Linked DNA regions of Mus musculus: region 1 is linked to region 2. Evidence: chromatin contacts called from public Hi-C data. All regions are on one chromosome and are shown on one strand. The core of a region is the stretch at or near the end of the contact, and the rest is flanking DNA. Distances in the headings are between cores, read along the strand shown.

Region 1 (7,599 bases), core at 1,796-4,295, 190 kb before region 2:
AACATTTCTTTCTTATATGGGTCAGCTTAGCTGTTTTGTTGATCTGGACTGGGCTCACTCACATATCACTAATTGGATGACCACCCAGCTTGGGTAGCTGGCCTAGGATGGCCTTCAACTGAGGTGACTAAGCTCGGTTCCATATGACCTTCTGCCTCCCAGCAGGCTAGTCTGGGCTTGTGCTGCTGTTGGTGGCAGAGTTCCAAAAGAGAAATCAGAAACCCATATGTGTGTTTTAAGTTTCTGCTTGCCTCGAGTTTGCTACCATTCCATAGTCCAAGCAAGTCCACGGCCAAGCTTACTGTCAAGGGCCATGACATGTCTAGGGCAAAGTTCAGCAAACCCATCGCCAGTAGCACACTGAATCCACACAGTGGAATAAAAGCATAACGATGGGGTGTCTCCTCCCCTGAAAAGTTTCTTCAGTGATCCTCCACTGAGCTGAGAAGGCTTTGGTGTGTTTCTAAGCTCGGCATGACTGTTTAGTGAATGTCTAGTAGACTCAGGACTCTGGGTCTTAGTGTTTTGAAGACACAGCAGTGAACATAAAAGGGCATTGCTTCAAACCTCTATCTGGGATTCTGGGAAGAATGGCAGGCACATTGAGAGGAAGTGAACCTGGCTGTTGGCATAGTACAATGGTGCAGTCCTCAAAAAAATGGCTATAGAGATTTGTTATACATCTAAAAGTAGAGCTACCTGCTGTAGCACACAATCTGGGATATGTACCTGACAGACTGTAAGTCAGCCACACCACAGAGATGCTGGCATGGTGAATGTTTATGGCTGTATTGTTCACAGCAGCCACAATACGGACCAAGCCTGGAGGTCCATCAACACATGCGTGAATAAAGAAAACATAGTGCATCTGTAAATAGCCAGATGATGACATTTAGGGGAAAGAGATGAAACTGGAGATCTTTATGCTAAGCAAAGGAAGGAAGGCTCAGAAAAACAAGTGGTATGTGTTTTCTCGCATATGCAAGGTCTAGATTTGTGTGCGTGTGTGTGTGTGTGTGTGTGTGTGTGTGTGTATGTATGTGTGTTCTATCTCACACATACATATGGAAGGGGAAAAGGAGTGAGTGAGAGAGAGAGAGAGGGAGAGAGAGAGAGAATATGTGTGGTATAAAAGCAGAAGGGGAACTATTTGGATGGGGGGGCAGCAAGAATAAGTGAATGGGTAGGGGAAGATAATGGATGGAATAATGAAGAACAAAGGATATCTAAGAATTTGTCACAGCAAAACCCATTACTTCATATGCTAATTTAAAAAATAATAATTAAAAATGCTATTCACAGCACCAGGCACTCTTTGAAGATGGAGACTGAGGCCTTTTAATTTAAATTCCCTCTTCCTAGCAGAGTGCTTGGTGCTGTAAGGATTCCTCAGTGGACAGAGCTCAGAGCACCACATGATGAAGGGAGAATCAGAGCTGAAGGTTTGGTAAGGTACTCGTTGCAGTCCACTCTTCTGTTTTTTGTTTGTTTGTTTGTTTGGTTGGTTGGTTTTTTCAGGAGAAAACACAAGGACTGCTCCTTCCCCCTGGCACTGCCCTTCTAAGATTAGCCCAAGGGAGCCCTCACGATATGACATCTGCTGCTTATCAGTGATTGTGACCAAGGGTGCTAGAATCCAGGCTCTTCTGTCTCACAGCAGCCAGTCATGGTGGCAAAGTCAGAGAAGACAGAGAAGGACAGCCACAACTGGCTCATGTCTTCTGGGACTGTAAAAGTGGGGATTAACCGTTTTGAGGAGAAAGGCTCTATTATCCCTGTTTCCTCAGTGTGAATGAAAGATAGACTTGGGCCTCAGTTAACAATGGTCGCCATTAGCCACTGGAGTTCCTCTGTCATGTAGCTGTGTGCTAGAGCCTCTCTTAAATGTTACCAAGGCCTCTTTTCATAGAGAACCCTGGCTACTTGAAGAGACTAGTTGATTTTAAAAGTGCTGATATGTCATTCCATGTTGTATGAATGCATGAAAATATAATTAGAAAACGTTTCAAACATTTAACGTATTGATGCGGCTCCTCGTGGTTTTTTTTTTTTCTTTTTTATTGTCCTCTTGTATATTATATCTCAGCCATAGTTTCCCCTCCCTCTTCTTTTCCTAGTCCCCACTCCATTCCCCAGATCTCAGTCTCCTTCAGAAAAGGGCAGGCCTCCTAGGTATATCAAGTAAACATGGCATATCAAGTACAGTACGACTAGGCACATTGCCTCCCATTAAGACTGGATCAGATAACACAGTAGGAGGTAAAGGTCCCCAGAGCAGGGGACAGTATGGACAACCATGACATCGATGCACAGGACCTAGGTCAGAGCCATGCCAGTTCTCTGATTGTTGTTTCAATCTCTGTGAGCCCCTGTGAGTTGATTCTGTGGGCTATTTTCTTGTGATTCCCATGACCATCTGGCTCCTACAATCCTTCTCCCTCCTACAGCTCCACTTCCACAGGATAACTCAGCTGGTAGAGTGAATGATTGTTGTGGGTCTTAACTACTTGGCCCAGAGCCCCGCTCCCCCTCCTTCCATCACACGGGGAACTGTCACAGTGTGATTCTTGGTAGACTCCTCTCTTTACACGGGCATTCTTACAACAGGACCCCTGGTAGCTGGCCAAACCCACCTCATACTCTAACAGAGCAAATCAGATTCTATTTTCCTTTTCTTTTCTGCCCCGGTAATTTGTCCATGTGACCAAGCCCAGGCAGTAACATGGTCCAAGTGCCCAAGTTTGGCAGGAGACAGGGCTGCCTGAAACCTATTGGCTTGTTCCATAGCCCCAGATTCATATGCTGAATACCGAACTCAAAGCACATTTAGAGATAGGGTCATTAGAGAGAAAGTCAAGTTAGAATGAGCCCTAATCCAGCCACAGTTTGGAGACCTGTGTGTGTAGAGGGGAGACAGTGTGAACAGACATAAGAGAGCACTAAAATCACACAGGGACAATTATCTACACGCCAAAGAGAGAGGCCAGGAGGCGAACCGTCCTTTACAACTCCCCAAAGGACTAACTCTGATAAAATCCTGGCCTTTGAGTTTCCAGAACCTTGAGACAATAAATCTCTGTTGTTTAAACTGCCTGCCTATGGCACTTTGTTATAGCAACGCATGCAAACTAATATACTAGCTCCCCCAGAAAATTCCCCTGGTGTAGTTTTGGCTCTTGTCCTGGCCTTCTTGAGTTCTTGGCTTTTCATCTTCTAGGCATTTATGAAGCTGTTAAATCTGTCTTCAAGAAATTTTTTTTTTCAGTAAAATTGATCCAGAGTTTGTTGTTTCCAGCTAAGAAGCCCAGTGAATACAAATACCATGTTCTGGAAAAGCTTTCTCTCTATAGGGAACTTGGTTGTCTTTCTTGGAAACAGCTTGCGATTGTGCGTTCCCTGTGGCGCACAGCTTTGTTGGATTGGCATATCTGTGCTTCCTTTGTGGTTAGTGGGTTTTTGACTAATCTAACCCTGCTTTTTTTTTTCTTTCTTGCATTTGATTTTTTTAAATGCAGTTTTCTTATATAAATTACCTCAAGATTGGCAGATTGTTTGACTCTCTTCATTGAAACATGTAGAGTCAGATGTCATTCATACCAGCCCACCATGGGTGCAAGGTACCCCCTGCAATGCAGGGACGCTTAGCGTATCAACAGGGTGTTGCTAGCTGCAGTTATTAGAAGTGTAGATATGAACTAGACATTCCAATTTTATTACTGTTTTAAAGTGTGTTCTAAGCCACCTGCCCTGCTATCTTTGTGTTCAGGCACATCAACAGTAACTCTTTGTTAGTGTGTTTTCCCAAAATCAGCATTCAATCTAGAATGACAGGGTTCTGTTCTTCTATGTGTTATGACTCTGAGTTAATGTATCCAGGTCTTAAGTCAAGCTTTCTTATCTGACCAGAGTGTTACATTAGCTCCAAAATCTAGTGAATTGAGATAGATTTTGTTGGTAGTTATGTCTCTAACTTAAGAGACTAAAACTACAACTAAGAGGCAGGGTTTCTACCTCAAGTTTGCAGAAATAAGGGAAAGCGGAGAATACAATAGCAGAATATGGTGCCAGCTTTTCTCCAAAAAGGGCAGAAAAGAATATGCAGAATATAATGCTCATATTTAAAAGACAGTTGGCCTGCAGAGATGGCTCAGAGATTAAGAGTACTGACTGCTCTTCTGAAGGTTCTGAATTCAAATTCCAGCAACCACATGGTGGCCCATAACCATCCATAATGATATCTGATGCCCTCTTCTGGTGTGTCTGAAGACAGCTATAATATACTTACATATAACCAGTAAATAAATCTTTAAAAAAAAACCTGTTGCATAAATTTATCTTCTTTAATTCTTGTATCAGCCTTCTGATATTGATATCATCTCATTATTGTGCAAATGTGATCTCACAGTGACAGTTGGCCATGTCAATCCAAAGCATGTTCTTTCTACACTGGAACCGTAGTTTCGACATCACCAAAGAGACTCGAGAATAGCAGCAGCATTTCCTCCACTCAGGGAAACTGGAGACTGAATGGAAAGAACAGGAGGTCAGGCTGTTTCCCAGAGAGCCTAGCAGGGCTGAATGGCAGGATCAGCTCTTAGGACCCCCATCCTGTTCTCAGCTCAACCTACAGTATAGATTAGGTCAGCCATCTTCAAGGATCCTCCCTATTCTACAGTAAGGTGTTGACCTGCCCATTTTGAATAGATAGACATAACTTGACAGTCTTTTCTGCCTATAATCTCAGAGTTTGTGATGGGAGAATTTGGTGCATTTTCTATACATCATTGACAAATGTGGGCCTTAGTTTCTCTGAGAGAAAAGAGATAATAGTATATAAACTTATACATTATTAAGTCACTTACTTTCCAGAATTCCTGGTAATTTTATCTCTACTGAGTAAGAGATGCTGGCACTGTGGTAGCCGATACCAGGACCAAATCCAGACCCCTTCTTCAGTTGCTGCTCTTTCCAAACCAAGATCCATGAGTCAAAGTCAAAACCACATTTTTCTCATAACCTAAGTAATTACTACTCTAAATACCACCCTTACATAGAGCCTCTTTATCATGGGACCCCCCCCCCCCCACCAATGGCACTCATGACCGATTACACCATTTTGAAGAAGGCTCAGATATCACCATCCACAGGTACAACCTGCATGACACAGTCATATTTACTCCAATGCTGTTTTAAAACTCATTTTGAAAATCCTTTTTATTTATAAATTACATGCGAAGTACAGTATGATCTAGGACAGGAGGGCAGAGGAACCCAGAAAGTGATGGTTGGCCCAGTCTCTTTCATTTCCTCAGCCATAGCCTTCCAATTTGGAAGTATCAAAAATATCATGACATATTCTTTAGGAAATACACCTGACTGAAAATTTGCTCTCACTGTCTAATAAATGGGTAAGAACAAGAAGTTATATTGGGCCTCTCTCTTTCAGGATCACTATAGCAGCCTTCCCAGTAGGAATATTAATTTGGACCATAGATGTACTCAGGCTGGGAGCCTGAGAGGGCTCTTGGGTTGCTATGAGAGGAAACAGCTTGTGTGAAAGTGTTGTAAGTGATGACCAGGCAGGAAATTTACATGTCCCCCTTTCCCACAGAAAAGAGAATGTGGAGTCAAATGTGCAACAAACAGTTCAGGTAGTGAGGCAGTAACCCAGTATTATCATTGAATCTCTTTTGCATTCTTCTTTTAAAAACAAGGTCTCATGAGATACTACATCCTGAACTCAAACATAAGAGAGACTGTGGTAGCAATAATGTGGATATTGCTAAAAACAACATCAAGAAGAATAATTCATAATATTAACTAGTCATTTATTGCATCCTAAGGGTCTTTGCCTACTTCCTCACACAATCCTCATAGCAACCATATGAGTTAGATATTATCATCATTTGAAGCAATCTGAGAAAAGGAGGCCACTAAGAAAAAAAGCTGTATTTTCATTAAGGTCACATCATTGGTAGAGCCAAGACCTGAGCCCTTCTAAAGTTGTATGGTTTTGTGGTTGTATGGTTGTATGGTTGTATGGTTGTGTGGTTGTGTGGTTGTGTGGTTTGTATATGCTTCTAAAATACACATGCATTAACCACTCCACAAAAGGCCAATCAGCTCTTACTCCTCTGTAATCTCCGTTAGTCTACGTCTAGTTACAGCTCTTTGATCTGAAAATTTCTAAGGATGATCTTTCTGGTAACCCTAAAGTTACTTCTAGTGGGTTCTTCTATTCAGACCAACTGGTCTATTGAAGTGTATAAGATTTCAAATGTATAAGCATCCCAGCATTACTATACAACGTATTTACCCCCATCTTCATCAAATTAATTGAATCTGGGTTTTTATTTACTTCTATTGGTAGGTTATTGGTGATTCCAGTACAGACTCTTCATTTCCATTATACAAACACTCCACATGTTAAAGGTGGAATCTACAATTATCTTAGTATCCTCTTGTTTGGGTACCAAGGAATTTGGTAGGATCTAATAACTTACCATGTGTCCTTCTGGGTAGAAAAACCTATGGATTCTGAGTCACAAGTCAAGGGCACCAGCTAACAAAAATTGCTTCCTTAAATCACTGAGTTAGCAAGACATGCCTATTGGATCAATAGTGGAATGACAATCTTTGGAGTAACCAATCTCTTTCTGATTAAATTGTAAGTCCTATTCCATAGGATGAAGACTATCCTGGCACAACTAGTTGGTCAAGAACCTATGGCTAGACAGGTCATAGACACTAGGGGAGAATCTTTCACAATTAAACATGTTTATCTGGTTAAAATTTGTGAAGGGTATCACGCAGTTAAGAATTCTTTTATTATTCAGATCTACCTATGTTATTGTGTTTTGATTTTTGTATATCTTTTTTCTTTTTTTAAACTTTATATATATATATATATATATATATATATATATATAATAAAATTTCAAATGTTCCCCTTCCAGGTCTCCCTTCTTCAAACCCTCCATCCCTTCTTCCTTCCCCTTTGCCTCTAAGAGGGTGCTCCCCCACTCACTCACCCATTCCTGCCTCACTGTTCTAACATCCCCCTACACTGGGGCATTGAGCCTCCATAGGACCAAGGGCTTCCCTCCCATTGGGCAATGCTCTGCTATATATGTAGCTGGAGCCATGGACCCATCCATGTATACTCTTTGGTTGGTGGTTTAGTCCCTGGATGCTCTGGGGAGGGGGGGAGGTTTGGCTCTGGTTAGTTGATATTGTTATCTTTTCTATGGGGTTGCAGTCCCCTTCAGCTCCTTCAGTTCTCCTAACTCTTCCACTGGGGATCCCTGGCTTAGTCAGTCAAGTTGACTGTGAGTATCTGTATCTTTTATTAGTTACATGCTGGTAGAGCCTCTCAGAGAACATCTCTACCAGGCTCCTGTCTGCAAACACTTTTGGCATCAGCAGGGTTTAGTGTTTACACATGGGATGGATCCCTAGGAGTTGACAGTCTTTGCATCGCCTTTGCTTCAGTCTCTGCTCCATTTTATTTTATTTATTTTATTTGATTTGATTTTATTTTTATTTTCCCTGTGTTTCCTTTAGACAGGAACGATTCTAGATTAAAAAATTTGAGATGGG
Region 2 (7,345 bases), core at 2,977-5,476:
TATATTTCATTCCATTACACACTGAGTTCCATTCTATGGTAGAGGATCACTTGCTCTATTTGTCTCCAGTGACTATTTTATCTATCATGAAGCAAAGAAGTTCATAGATACTCAATATTTGCAGAAGCACATAGAATAAACATGTATAGTCCTTCAAATCTCTACAAAAACTACCTAGATTAATCCCTCTAGACTGTGGTGCATGAGAAGAGAGACTAGTGTTGGCATTATGGGGAACCAATAAGTCTTCTTGCACAGACTTGCCAAGATTCCTAATTCTCTTAGTGATAAGAAAGACCATGGGAAGCCAGATGTGCACACATACAGTATCAGAGAGAATGTCTAAAGGTAATATCCTAGTCACAAAAGATCTAGTTGGCCTGGAGGCAGGTCTCTAGGAAAATTATCATAAGTTTGTTAATGTAACAGAATCTGCCTATTGAAAGTAGCACCATTCCCTGGGCTTGTGGCTCTGGATTACATAAGAATGGGGGGAGGGAATAAAACAAACAAGCAAAGTAATGACCTTGGATGTATTCATTTTCCCTCTTGACTCATGACTATGGACATGACAAGCTGCTTCAAGTTCCTGTTACCATGACCTCCCCCACAATGGTGGACTGTAACCGCAAATTGTGTGGGGGAAAAAAAACCCCAAAAACCAACTTCACCCACTAAGCTTCTTTTGTCAACGTATTTTATCACAGCAACAAGACAACAAAGCCAAGGCAACTGATTTGACTGTGGCAACTATTGTTCTCTTAGGATCCGAATTACATCTGCCAAGCAGCTCTGGGGTGGCACTTCAGCAGTTTTCTGGGCTCTTTCGCCAAGCTTTAAATAGCTCACTGAGATCATTGAGAATTGGTGCCAAGTGAAAGGCTTCTTTCTGATGGATCTGCTATTAGAGGCCACTGCATTATCAACCTTCAAAGATTTCCTTAACCATAAAGTAATTCTGAATGCAGTGTCAAGAGAAAAGCTCCAACATGCCATAAATCCAATTTAGAAGATACATAAAAATCAAAGGGTGGGTCCACTAGTTTAAATGGCATATGAATTTAATGGTAATGTCACAAACTAATGGACAAAAAAGGATATCCCCAGAATCAAAGGGCTCCAGCATTTCTCAGATAGTGACCTTCAGCCATGTTAACTTACTTTGCCACATCTCAGTCTCTCAGCTCTATAACGAAGCCTGAAAACACCTTGATTCTGAAATCACCTCCAAGATAGCATCTGGGATTGACTGGGTGGCCTGAGCATTCTTCCCATATACCCTATGATTTTAGAGCTCTTGGGGGTTTGCTTTTTATTGTTGTTTCTTCTTGTTTTAGTAGCTGCTTATTGATGTTTTTTAAAATTATTGTTATGCTTTTGTTTTTTGTTTTGTTTCATTTGTTTGTTTGTTGAGACAGGGTTTCTCCTTGTAGCCCTGGCTGTCCTGGAACTCACTCTACAGACCAGGCTGGTCTGGAACTCAGAGATCCCCTGCCCCCTGCCCCCTGCCCCCTGGCCCCGGCCCCCGGCCCCTGGTCCCCACCCCCCCCCCCCCGCCCTCTGCCCTCTGCTTTTTCCTCTGCCTCCTGTTATAATTAAAGGTGTGTGCTACCACCAGGCTTATTGTTATTTTTATGAATGGGTCTTGTATTCACCATATTGCCTACATTAGCTTTGAACCTGAGTTCCTCAGCCTCCTGAATGCTAGATGAGTCACCATACAAAGATATGATATATTTTAGAATCTCTATTATACAAGCGTATCACGCTAACATGCATGTCCCCAGCCTCACTCTACAGAAGGAAGGATGGGTGTCTGGATTACTTTCAGGGTCAGAGAAAAGGCCAGAAGCAGCAAAGATTCAGATTGAAGATGTTCCATTGTTGCTTCCCCGCTGGGCCAGGTAACTCTGCTCTAGGGACTCATGGGCCCTGCCACTTTTCCCATCAGTTACAGCCACGTTCTTTATTATTATTTATATGTTATTTTTTTAAACAGCATAGAATATGTTAGATACCACTTTGACCTTTCTGAACAGCATGGTTTTTGGTTCCCTTCCCCCTGTCTCCCCAGGTCTCTGCTATCCCTGACCCCCTCTGTCTTCTTTCTACCTACCCCTCCCCCATCCTTTTTCATCACTCAATATCCCCCTCGCTCAAGTCTCCTTTCTGGGTTTTTAGACTTTACTCACCCTTAACCCGTTTACATATACACATGTATGCATTACAGCCTATGACTCACATATGAGAGGGAACCTGCAGGTTTTCTCTTTAGCCACACTTTTTATAATAGCTTATCAAGTGACTTAAGAAACTTGTTATCACAAATTACCATAATTTTCATGTCAGTTCAAAATTAGGAAACATTTTAACACATTTAATTGGACAGAATGCTAGGGATAGGGAGTGGAATGAATGACTGATGACAGAGAAGGCAGCCCAGAATATCCCGGACTCTTCACTCTGGCCCACCCGGCCTCAGACCTTCTATTTCTTCAGATCTTCCATCCCTCTTCCTGTCCCTCTTGTCAATTCTCTGCTTCTTTCCTTATTGCTACTCCATCTACTGTTTCTTCTGGCCACCTCTAACACATCTAACTGCCTTCCTTCCCCCTTCTTTTTACGTTTTTACTAGCATTCTGAGAGCCAGGAAACAAGATGCCCACACATGTTGAAATCAGAAATAATGTACTGGGACAAGAAGTAATCCAAGATTCCCACTGAGGGAAATGACAAGCTTGTGCTACCTGCCAGCAGCCCTGTTGCCAGTGGAATCAAAGGAGGAGACTGTCATTCTCTCTGACTATAGAACCCATGCTTGGCTTCAAAGGCAACATTGCTTGAGTTTCTGTTCTGACTTTGCGGAAGGCCTCTCTGCTACCAGACATTGGCTAATTCTTAGTCCACAGAGGCTATAATGGTGACATAGTGAAACCAATGTGCCAGGAACAGGTCAAAAGGAGGTCACTCTCCTGAGCGGCATCTCTGATGAGAACCTTCATAGCGTTAGACATCTGTGACCCAGCCAAGTAGTGGTGGCCGGGTCATTGCTATATATAGAAATAACAAGGGGTGGGCTGAGGATCTGAGCTTACAGAGCTGGAATTTGATCTTTTAGACTTTGATCACAAGTGAGACAAAACCTGGAAGAGAGTACACCAAATGTCAGGGAACAAAATGGCACTGTTCTCACAGAAACAACAAGAAAGGAAGGAGCTTGGGCTACCTGGGTCCTGAAAGGCTATGTCCTCTACATCCTCTGCCACTAAATTATAATCACCAGGACATTTGTCTTACAAATAAATTATTCATTGTCACTATTATTCCAGGGCCCTCATGAGTATTTGTTCCCCACCTACACCCACGAGTCTCCTTTCAGGCAACTCTTCATGAACTGCTCTCGACTCTGGGATAGATGGCTCGCTTCTGCCTCACAGTGCCCTCAGAGGACTGGATCTCACATATGCACTAAAGGTGAGCTCTCCTGTGCCTGCAAGCTTCTCATCTGTGAGGGTGGAGCTTGTAATGTTGGCTCATCATTGGTGCCCTAGTGATTCGTCGGGTGCACATGTTCGTTTTATGTTTGAATAAATGAGTAAATGCAGGTCTTTGTGTCATCTGTGCTATATTCTCTCCTCCTTCCAAACAGAGCACTGCAACCATACTCCATGCAAATACAAAGGCCCAAGAAGAGGTCCCTAAAAGAACTGATAGAAGGCACCCTCGGCAGGGACCAACAGTGGCTTTTCCTTTTCTTAGGGATAAGTAAAGCAGCCAGGGCCATGTAGGTATAGTCTTAGCTTCCAGTGGAGAAGACAGTGCCCACACAGATCACAATGACTTTAGAAATCCACCTTTTACTGTGATTAGAACCAAAAGAAATAAAGAAGAAGCTCGCAGGTCTAGCTTCCAAAGCCTAACAGAATCAGCTGGTACTCCATACCATGGCCCCAGAGGACCATGGGAGTTGTTCCTATGTACATATTATTGAAGCATCAATTTCGTAGAGATCTGAGCAGGAATTTTAGGCTCTGCATCATGAAGCTATCTTATACCTTTCCTGAACTTTAATTCCGTTTCAACGGGGGTAAGGCAAAATAAAAAAGGAACAGCTGGCATTTTCCTTGATCACTCTGAACAAAACCGGAAATACTTTGTGCTTCTGGGACTAGGGGAAGGGTAAGATGAGCTGCAAAGCCTTAATGGGTCCTTAAACAAACAGGCTGTGCAGCCACAGGGAAAGCGTTGACGAGGCTGTGTCTTCATTATGCCTCCTTTAAAGACCTAGACGATTTTAAAAGAACCACACAAATTCTGTTTTTAACTTGCATAAGAAGCCTGCAGTTAATTTTTATGAGCATATTTTAAACTCCTGCAAAAGAGCTTTGCTAAAAATCCCTGACAGAGCTTCATCAGCAAGCTTTAAGGGGCTCTTAAGAAAATAGACATTTTTATTTCCCTTTGTGCATTTTCCCTGAAAAGCCAGGTCATATTTGGGTAAATAATATTTAAAGGGCAGCAACTCTTGCTTAGTGATCCTCACTTGGAAAAAGCCAGTAGTACAGGGCCGTCCCCTGACTTTAATGTTAGCTACAAACCATCAAAGGCAAGGCTAACAGATCTCTGTTTAAGAGTTTTCTCAGGTTGGGTAAGTACCATTGAAACACATTATAAAACACACCTCCAGCTTCTAGTTGCATCCTCTCTGTCCTGAAAGGTCTGGTCCATCTGTGAGTTTCTGTTACTATTCCTTCAGTTGGTCTAGGTATGTGTGGCAACCTTCATGAACCTGATAGGCTCTGACTTGATCTGTGTTTACATGTAAATTAATCAAATTTAAGAAACAAACAAACAAACAAACAAACAAAAAAACCCTCTGCCATACAATTAATGCACATACCTAAAAGTGAAATCATGGTTTAACTAATTCTAGTCTTTCCTCCAAATATCTATAGGGTACTAAAGTTACCAGGATGGAGCAGGTGTCTCTCCTGACAAGGAATGTCTACCAACTGACAGCATAAGGGAGCTAACCCTACAGGTTAAAGGCAGATGTTTTTTTTTTTTTCTTTTCCTTTCATGTCTTTCTGCAGCCTGAATTCCACCATTCTCTCTCCTCCCAAAAAGTGGAAGGCCCAAAATGTGCCAATGTCCCAACTGCTTCTAAAAAGTTGAACTAGCATGGGCATTTCTACATGCCCCTCACACTCCTGAGATAGAGGGACAGGATGGAGCCAGGCCTAGCAGAGGATAGATTCAAGAGTAGGAATGAGCACAAGCTCAGGCCAAGAGTCTATTGTGGCACCAGGACATAACAACTGGTCATCAGAAAAGTCCCTGGGCTTGGTGCCACAAAAACTCTAAAGTTCAAAGTCCCTACTATCACCTCTAGACCCTACCATTTTCCAGACACTGGACCTTAGCCTTGTCCACCACTGCAAATATACTATATCTGTAAACTGCTTAATATATGGCCAGAATTGAAATGTGTGTGTGTGTGTGTGTGTATACACACACACATATATGTATATAGTATTTCATATATATACTAACCCTACAACAACTATATATATATATATATCCTACAACAAAAGTATCCAATCTTTTTTTCTTGTTCCCCCTGAAGTGTGAGGACCAAATATAAATATATTCTTTTAATCATAATCAAATGTTCTTTTAATCCTATTATTACCAGAATGGAAGGGAAAATTATTTTAGGATTTAAAAAGAAGGAGCTATTGTTAAGTGTCTCTGTAGATCCAAATTTGGAAGCAGGACATGAAGATTTACCAGAACTCAAGATTTCACTACTTCTGTGAAACCAACCATGTAGACTGCAGATGTGTCTGAGGAAGCAGACAGCTTCTTCTGTGGAAGAGCCTACAGAGAGAGAGAGAGAGAGAGAGAGAGAGAGAGAGAGAGAGAGAGAGAGAGAGAGAGAACGCTAAGGATCATGGGAAATGCAGCACCACTCCCCCCTTCAGCCTGAGTGGAAGAAGTGACAGAGCAGAGCAAGCTATCCGCGCACACAAGCTCCATGCCAAGCACATAAAACCCTGTTTATACATTTTCCAAGCTTGTATCTCTCAACAACTGACTCTGTTAGAGTCCTGGAGCCCGAAAATATCTCCTGTACCCTACTCTACCTTCTCACCTGACAGATGAAAAGCCCAAGGTCCAAAGAGATACGGTAACCCCCTCCAAGTGTGTCAGTGTTTGCTTGTCATCCAAAGATAGAACGGGCCAAAACCCAACCATCTGCGTGACACGGCACAGGGAGGCCAGCCAGACCCTGACAGTTTCCTTCCATTTCCTCAGTTTCCTCCTTTCTAAAGCTCATACACTTTGGGGATGGTGATGAGAATCCAAAGAGAAAGAAAGTATTAGCCATGTTGCCTGCCTGGAACATAAACATCTACAATAGGTGTGATTGTTTTTACATCTGTTAATAGCCTAATGGTTTATGGAATTATGACATCAAGAATCAAGATAACTTTAACAATTATTATTTTAATAACAGTATGCCCAGCATTTCTTGACTATATGCCTGCATATCTTACTAGCTGCTTTAAATGCATTATCTCCCTCAACTCTCCCAATTCCACACCTAGAGAAGCCCACAGATTTCTTGATGGTCAATAAAAGATGCTCTTAGGATATGAGTATAGGCCTCACAGTCTCCTGAGTTCCTGCGGTTAAGCCAGATGAAAACTCACTTTGTACAGATGACAGTAAAATAAAGAAAATGAAAATATGTTATTTTATAGAGTAAGGTCCTGGAGTCTTTTTCCAAACTAAAAATATATGAAAGGCTTCATTTTTAAGGGAGGGTATCAATCACTTCACTTAACCAAGTCATGCCGCTATAATAAATGTCACGGGTGAGTGTGAGTTCATTCGGTGTCAGCCTAGTCCCTCCTTTAACAGGGAGCTAGAAGTTAGTCCTGCCATCCTAAGATACAGCTCCGGTTTACACTAAAATTGCCCGGCTTTTCTATTGATTATTTGAGGTACAAAAGCTTGAGAACTGGCCGCTTTTTATTTGATGTGTCCCTTGTATCCATCAAACTTGCTTGAGTGTTACCTGCTACTTAATGTAGGTTGAAACTTCTAAGTCTGACTTCCACAATGGCTGGCAGCATGTCGTCTATTTGAACACTGGTCAATGGTCTTTGAAGATTTTTTTGAGATTTTTTTTTTTTTTACTTATGCACACTGTTAACAAAGTTAATTTTATCTACTCCACCCCTAGAGATAAGATAGAAGTTGGAACATGCAGGAGAGATATTATTTAAGGGTGCTCAGACAACTCTCAAAAAGTCATAACATCAAGGAAAAGGCCTTC

What was found. Hi-C and Micro-C count contacts between places; a contact is called where the count stands out from the background.
Region 1: a contact with region 2 is called in a Hi-C map of uterus, with 1.9 times the contacts expected there. The contact joins two enhancer-like sites. A contact is called at or near these places in 7 of 484 Hi-C or Micro-C datasets (cerebral cortex, cumulus cells and uterus) and 1 of 115 datasets of contacts at active chromatin or transcription factors (cardiomyocytes).

The regions. Positions count from the first base shown.
Region 1 is chr13:101,497,062-101,504,660 of GRCm38.p6, reverse strand. No RefSeq gene overlaps it. Among named protein-coding and RNA genes, the nearest start is that of Gm36475, 39 kb to the left of the region's middle. Within about 2 kb of position 3,045, at least 10 of the 459 cell types and tissues checked have an H3K27ac peak or open chromatin away from gene starts, as enhancers often do. A contact at or near this core is called in uterus, where this site is marked.
Region 2 is chr13:101,312,247-101,319,591 of GRCm38.p6, reverse strand. No RefSeq gene overlaps it. Among named protein-coding and RNA genes, the nearest start is that of Gm36427, 10 kb to the right of the region's middle. Within about 2 kb of position 4,226, at least 7 of the 459 cell types and tissues checked have an H3K27ac peak or open chromatin away from gene starts, as enhancers often do. A contact at or near this core is called in uterus, where this site is marked.